Linked DNA regions of Capra hircus: region 1 is linked to region 2. The links are chromatin contacts, called in public Hi-C maps. All regions are on one chromosome and are shown on one strand. Each heading gives the region's core, a stretch centred on a gene start, on an enhancer-like site or on the middle of the called end of the contact. The rest is flanking DNA. Distances are from core to core; before and after follow the strand shown. Region 1 overlaps LOC108637152 (a long non-coding RNA gene). Region 2 holds the start of ANTXR1 (anthrax toxin receptor 1).

The links. Hi-C and Micro-C count contacts between places; a contact is called where the count stands out from the background.
Region 1: a Hi-C map of blood shows a contact between it and region 2, with 8 times the contacts expected there. The contact joins the enhancer-like site here to the promoter of ANTXR1 in region 2. A contact is called at or near these places in 2 of 5 Hi-C or Micro-C datasets (both in blood).

What each region holds. Positions count from the first base shown.
Region 1 is chr11:67,417,807-67,421,267 of ARS1.2, reverse strand. LOC108637152 (a long non-coding RNA gene) reads left to right here. Exons shown (of 3, transcript XR_001918820.1): 2 at 110-197. Among named protein-coding and RNA genes, the nearest start is that of GFPT1, 82 kb to the left of the region's middle. Within about 2 kb of position 1,932, at least 1 of the 5 cell types and tissues checked has an H3K27ac peak or open chromatin away from gene starts, as enhancers often do.
Region 2 is chr11:67,081,940-67,085,433 of ARS1.2, reverse strand. It overlaps ANTXR1 (anthrax toxin receptor 1), which reads right to left and starts at 1,666. Exons shown (of 18, transcript XM_013967784.2): 1 at 1,162-1,666. The coding sequence starts at 1,313.

The sequences.
Region 1 (3,461 bases), core at 683-3,182, 340 kb before region 2:
GCTTTAAAATTCAGGTGTAGAAATCAAGAAAGTAAATCCATCTTTAAATATTCTTCTCCTTAAAATGTGTTGTCTTTTCTCTTTTTGGCTGCTACCCCTTTGGCACAAGGAATACAGCTGAGGGTCGCAAAGCTGGAATGTTTCTTTCTCAGTACACAGCACAGTGGGGACAAGAAAAGAATGTCAGTGTTCTCGAGGTAAGCATGCTGTCTGCCTCAGCATCCCAGGCTGGGTGTGACCAGGGCACCTTTATTTCTGACTGCAGCTAAAACGAGAGTCCAAGGTAAGTGGAATTTCGCCTTGATTTGGAAGTTGGATCTGGTTGTTCAAAACAATTTGGAATTCCTGGGTGTTGAGGTAGCTTTGGGACCCTGGGTCTCATTAGGGCCTGCTTCATGCTCCCTGAGCAGTGGCCCTGGTGTGAAGAAGAGCAGACATCAGCCTCTCAGGTGGCCGGCTTGCCGGTTAATCTTCAGGGTCAGCTTGGAGGGATCAGAGGTCTGGCTGAGAGCAGATCTGAAAAGACCTGCTAGGGCATGGGGCCAGAAAAACCAGTCACGCTGAACGGCAGATACAAACAGGAGGACCGGTGATTCAGCCTTGATCTGCCAAATGCCAAACTGGCTTGTCCCGGTTTGGCCAGTATGTATGACTCTCAGCAGTTACCTGCTAGTAGAAACTCACCTTTCAGTCAGCTTACAGATCACTACCCACACCGGGCCCTTCCCTTCCCCCTCCCTTCTTCCAAGCCTCTCCCAGCCTGCTGTCTTATAAGAACATACCTGTGGTCCTCGCTCTGCCTTGCGTCAACACGTGGCTGCCCTGGCTTGGGACAAGGGACATTGTTCCTCTTTTTGCTATTCCATGCAAAGATGTGGGTGTCAAATAAAAATCTAGTCACAACCTGCAAGTAGAGAGTTATTTTATTTGGTGGGAATGTTTAGGACCCTGAGCCTGGGAGACAGCATCAGTATCTCTGAGAAAACTGCTCCAGGGAGGCAGGAAGGGGAGTTAGGGCTATATACGAGTTTGCAAAAAAGGGGGCAGGCAGCCTGAACATTAAAGATTATTGTGAGGTAAGGAAAATCCGATATCAAGTTAAGGAATTTAGCGTTCTTCTGTGTGTGGGAAGATGCAAGCCTCTGGGCTCACTGAATTCGTTTCTTTATACGCCGCACCTCAGCTATCTGGGGCCAAATCCGGTTTCCTGATTGTCTACATCCTTGTTCCCCGTATGGGGTGGCAGATGGCTGCTTCTGCATTCCTGTCCTCCCCCCAGCTCCTCAGCAATCACCATGGGGTGGTGGGTGGCGGCATCTGCTTAATCGTGTGTGTTGTGTGCCATTTTGGGAGCCCTCCTTCACCTTTGGAGGCCCCAAATCGCTGATGGCTGTGACTTTTCTTGTTTTTTGATATAGCAGCAGATATTCCATTTCACATGGGTAAGCTTTTCTCTCCGTGCCCTGTGATGTGGCTGGGATCAGCTGACATATTTCATAGACTGTAGGGGAGGCTTGGACAAGCAGAGGTCTGTGAGACACAGTGTCCTGGTATCCACCTACCTGCTGTAGTGGTACTTAGGGCCACCAGCCCGTCCTTGGGAAGCAGAGTTCTGCCGTCATCCTCTCTCCCCCAAAGAGAGGGCCGTGTACACCCTCCCTACATCCTGGCCTTCAAGTGTGAGAGACGGTGGGGACTGGAATTCACCTTTGGGACAAACTTTACTTTATCCCCAGGCCCAGAGAGAAGAGGAAATGCCTTTTCACCGCAGCCCAGGACTCAGATCCTTTCATTTCCTGTGCTGGGACCTGCCTCTCCTAGGACATTTGACAGGGGGGCTGCTCATCCAGCCCCACCCGTCAGGGCTGCTCCGTCCTCCTGGCTGGTGGGGTGGGCCTTGCGGCGCAGCAGTGCAAGCTGGCACACTTGGCGGGCGTGGAGGGCGTCAAAGTGCAGTCCCTTTGACTCCCCTCAGCGCCAGGTGAAGCTCCTGGCTGCCCGGAACGTCCGCATGCAGCTTCGGGTAGCTGCACAGGTCCCCTTGGGGATAATGTGTGGACATTTGCTGGACTCATTTGCTGGAAAAAAGGACAGCTCTGCCTTGGGGGTGGATTTAACCATTGACCGGTCCTTACGGACACGGACTGACACAGCCTTGTGAGAGACTCTAGGTCAGAGGACCCAGACAAACCTGGCTAGACCCCCAACTGCAGGAACTGTGAAATAATAAATGTTTGTTACTCTGAAATGCTAATTTTGGAGTAACTTATCACACAGCTATTTGTGGTGGTGTTCAGTCATGTTAGTGTAGTCAAGGAAGCAGACGAAGATGTTTTTCTGAAAGTCTCTTATTTTCTCTATGACCACTGGATGTTTGCAATTTATCTCTGGTTCCTCTGCCTTTTCTAAATCCAGCTTGTACATCTGGAAGTTCTCGTTCACGTACTGCTAAAGCCTAGCTTGAAGGACTTTGAGCATTATCTTGCTAGCGTGTGAAATGAGCGCAATTGTAATGATTGTTTGAACATTCTTTGGCATTGCCCTTCTTTGGGATTGGAATGAAAACTGACCTTTTTCAGTCCCGTGGCCACTGCTGAGTTTTCCAAATTTGCTGGCATATTGAGTGCAGCACTTTTAACAGCATCATCTTTTAGGATTTGAAATAGCTCGGCTGGAATTCCATCACCTCCACTAGCTTTGTTCACAGTGATACTTCCTATGGCACACTTGACTTTGCATTCTAGGATGTCTGGCTCTAGGTGAACAATCACGCCATTGTGGTTATCAGGGTCATTGAGATCTTTTTTGTATAGTTCTTCTGTGTATTCTTGCCACCTCTTCTTAATCTCTTCTGCTTCTGTTAGGTCCTTGCTGTTTCTGTCCTTTATGGTGCCCATCTTTGCATGAAAAGTTCCCTTGGTATCTCCAATTTTCTTGAAGAGATCTCTAGTGTTTCCCATTCTGTTCTTTTCCTCTATTTCTTTGCCTTGTTCATTTAGGAAGGCTTTCTTATCTCTCCTTGTTATTCTCTGGAATTCTGTATTCAGTTGAGTATACTTTTCCTTTTCTCCTTTGCTTTTCTCTTCTTTTCTCAGCTATTTGTAAGGCCTCCTCAGACAACCACGTTACCTTCTTGTATTTCTTTTTTTGGGGGATGGTTTTTGTCAGTGCCTCCTATACAATGTTACGAATCTCCATCCATAGTTCTTAAGGCTGTCTCTATCAGATCTAATCCCTTGAACCGATTTGTCACCTCTCATACCTGAACGGTCTAGTGGTTTTCCCTCCTTTTTCCATTTAAGCCTGAATTTTGCAACAAGAGGCTCACGATCTGAGCCACAGTCAGTTTCAGGTCTTGTTTTGCTGCCTGTATAGAGCTTCTCCATTCTTGGCTGCAAAGAATATAATCAATGTTATTTCAGTGTTGACCATCTGGTGATGTCCATCTCTTGTGTTGGTAG
Region 2 (3,494 bases), core at 417-2,916:
GCAGGACTCTTTTTCCAACTGGCAAATACTTTCCAGTCTGTGAAACTCATGTCCCCTCCACTGTAACAGCAAGCGTCCTGTCCTGGCAGTGGGGCGCTCACACAGCACTAGTGAGCACTAATCTTCACTGAGGGGCTTTTTATTGTTAAAGCTGCTTTTTAGTTGATAGCAGGCAACTTCCTTGAATGACTGTGGCTTGGCAAGTCTACGGGGAATTGGGCAGAGTTCAGTTCTCCCTTGAACAGTCCTGAAGCCTCATCCATTTTTGCAAGAAAACCAGGGCTCCTGCACTTCCCTGGTAGCCCACCAGTCAAATCGCCAAGAACTTGACTTCGCCTGCATCGGGGTTTCTCAAGCCCAGAGGGAGGAGAAATATACCCGCAAGGGACTTTTGGCAATGTCTGGAGACATTTTTGCTTGTCCCCACGGAGAGACTAGTGCGGGTTGAGGAGTGGGGTTGGGGAGGTTATAGAGACTAGTGGGGGTTGGGGGGTTAGGGGGTAGTACCAGCATCTAGAGGGTAGCCTACGGCCAGGGATGCTCAACATTCTACAGCTCACAAAACATCCTACAACTCACAAGACGTCCCCACAACAAAGAACTCCCTAGCCTCAAACTCAGTGGAGTGGAGAAATCCGCCTTATATTTCCACGAACTGCCCAGTCTGCCTACATTCTATGATGAGGAACCAGGGAAAAGGAATACGTAGGGCAGAGTTTTTAAACAAGAGACAATTGGCTTTTAAAAACCCACGCCGCTTTCTTTAGACGTGTGTGAACGTTGTTCTGCCTCTCCTAAGCAAGCTTTTCTCACCAAGGATTCTAAAGCAAATGAAAAAGGTTCACAGAGAGGTAGTAGGTCAACAGCATCTTTACACTCCCATCCTCAAACTCAGGCGCCTCGGTCGTCGGAAAGCAAGGCAGCGAAGAAGCTGTCTGGAGAACAAGCAGCGACGCCTGCCCGTCCGGCTCCTGCAGCCGGGAAGGATGGGGACGTGCGCTCGGTCCACAAAGGCGCAGAGCTGGGGCCAGCGCCACCTCCCGCGGCCCCTCTGGGTCCCTGGAGATGCGCGCCTGTCCCAAAGCCACCCTGCCAAGGAGCCCAGCCCGGGTAGAAAGCATCATCAGCTTAGCCTAGGGTGGAACAACTCACGGCACTTACTTGTCCAGAATGAAGTACAGGTCAAATCCCCCGTAGCAGGCTGGACCCCCTTCCTCCCTGCGTCCCCCTTGCCCGGCGCAGATGAGCACAAAAGTGGCCAAAGAAAGACACTTGAAGCCAATGCCCAGGGCTTTCTGCTCCACGGTGGCCATGACCTGCAGCCCCAGGGAGAGGGTATGGTCCTCTCCTCCCCACGCTCCTCGAACTCGCCAGGACCCTCAGGGGCGCGCCATCCGAGGGGCCCTCCTCTCGGGCCCTTTATTCCCCCTCGCTCTCCCGAAAAACTCCCCGGAAGCAATTGTCTGGAAGAGTTCAAGGTTTTCCTTCTGGTTTCCGCTACGATTCTGTTTCTAGGTTTCGGGTTTCAAGAATCCCAATACTGTAGTCCGCTTTTTTTTAAAGGGGCTGCTCCTGACTCGGGCCGGCAGGCCGCTCGGGAGGCAGCGCTGAGGTTTTGCAATTGAAGCAGTTCCGTCCTGACGGTTCTTTGTCCCAGATTTTAAATATTTTGGGGTGGGTTTTCAAATTGTTCTTGGTTGGGGGAGTGCTTACTCTTTTCTCCCTCCTCTCAACACCCGCCCCCCGGGCCTTCATATTTTGATGGGGAAAGAAAGTTCAAAGGGTGCCACCTTGTGGCCAAGGACGGCGAAAGCACTCTTGCGCATTCTAGGGAGCCTGGCTGTGCATGTTTCTTATTCCTTCTTTTTTCTCACGCATCTTTCCTTTCATTCTCCATTACGTCTTCCCCATTTTTAGTTCTTCCTCACTCGCTAGCTTTTTTATCCTTGTTCTTTCTTTTCCTGTTCTACGTCCGCTGATAAGGTCCATGTAAGCAATTGATGAGAACTTCCTCCAAACACCACGGCTCTGACCCCAGGCTAGGACCTTTGCAAACAAGATGCTGGACAAACGAGCAGAGAAGAACGGGCCTTTGTGATCTGAATCACCCAAGTGACCTTACTGTACACTTTCCGCACATCATAAAAGGGACTGTTGGGATGCGGTCATGTGACTGAAAACAGCGAAAACAGTCCCACACAGAAAGCTGTTCCTGGCATGAAACAGCGGAGCATTCTAGACGGTCTCCATCTCCGATTTGGGAGATTCTGTGGTAAGTTCTTTTCAGCCTGTGAACTTTGACTTTTTTCACCCAATCTTTGATTTAAGGCAGAGGAAACAAACAGCTTTACAAGAATGTGAACCTTCCAAACAGTTTGGGACTGCCAGAGAAGCTCTGTTTTCTACAGGGAGGGATCCTCTTTAGAGTGGGCTCTGGACCCCCTTCCCAGCGGGAACTCAAGTTTTATCTTCCTATGTCTTCCACTCTGGGAATCCTCAACACACACTCGTGCTCTGTATTTCAGGATTATTGCTCCAGACACTCATCTTCCCCTCTGCTTGAGAGCCTCTAAATTTTGGAGATTCCTAACGCACTGCACTAGCCTGCCTCCAAAATGTTCCTTTCTGGTCTTCATCTCCTGATATTCACACCTCCTCTCCCACACTGAATGAGACTGAACGGTGTGTAATAAATACGGTACAGCAGAAATGATGGTGTGTGACTTCTGAGAATATAAAAGATATTGTGCATTTATCTTTTTAAACTAGAATTTTCTTTGATGATGGCCATTCTGACTGGTGTGAAGTGATACCTCATTGTAGTTTTGATGTGCATTTCTCTAATAATTAGCGACTGAGCATCTTTTCATGTGCCTGTGGACCAGCTGCATTTCTTCTTCAGAGAAAAGTCTGTTTAGGTCTTCTGCCTATTTTCTGATTGGGTAGTTCGGTTTTTCATATTGAACTGTTTGACACCAATGTTCGTAGCAGAACTAATTACGGTAGCCAAGACATGGAAGCCACCTAAGTGCCCATCCACAGATGAAAGGATAGAGAAAATGTGGTATATATGGACAATGGAATATCACCAAGCCATAAAAAAAGAGTGAAATGATGCGATTTGCAACAACATGGATGGACTTAGAGGTTATCATACTAAGTGAAGGAAATCAGAGAAATAAAATATCATTTGTGGTATTTAACATATATGCTTTCCCAGGTGGTGCTAGTGTTAAAGAACCCACCTGGCTATGCAGGAGACCCAAGAGGCCTGGATTCGATCCCTGGGTCAGGAAGATCCCCTGGAGAAGGACATGGCAACTCACTCCAGGATTCACGCCCCAAGAATCCCATGGACAGGGAGGCTGGTGGGCTCATGGGATCGCAAAGAGTCAGACACAACTGAGTGACTAACACACACTCCAAAATATATATGTGGAATCTAAAAATATACAAGAGAACTTATTTACAAATAGGAAATGGACTCACATACC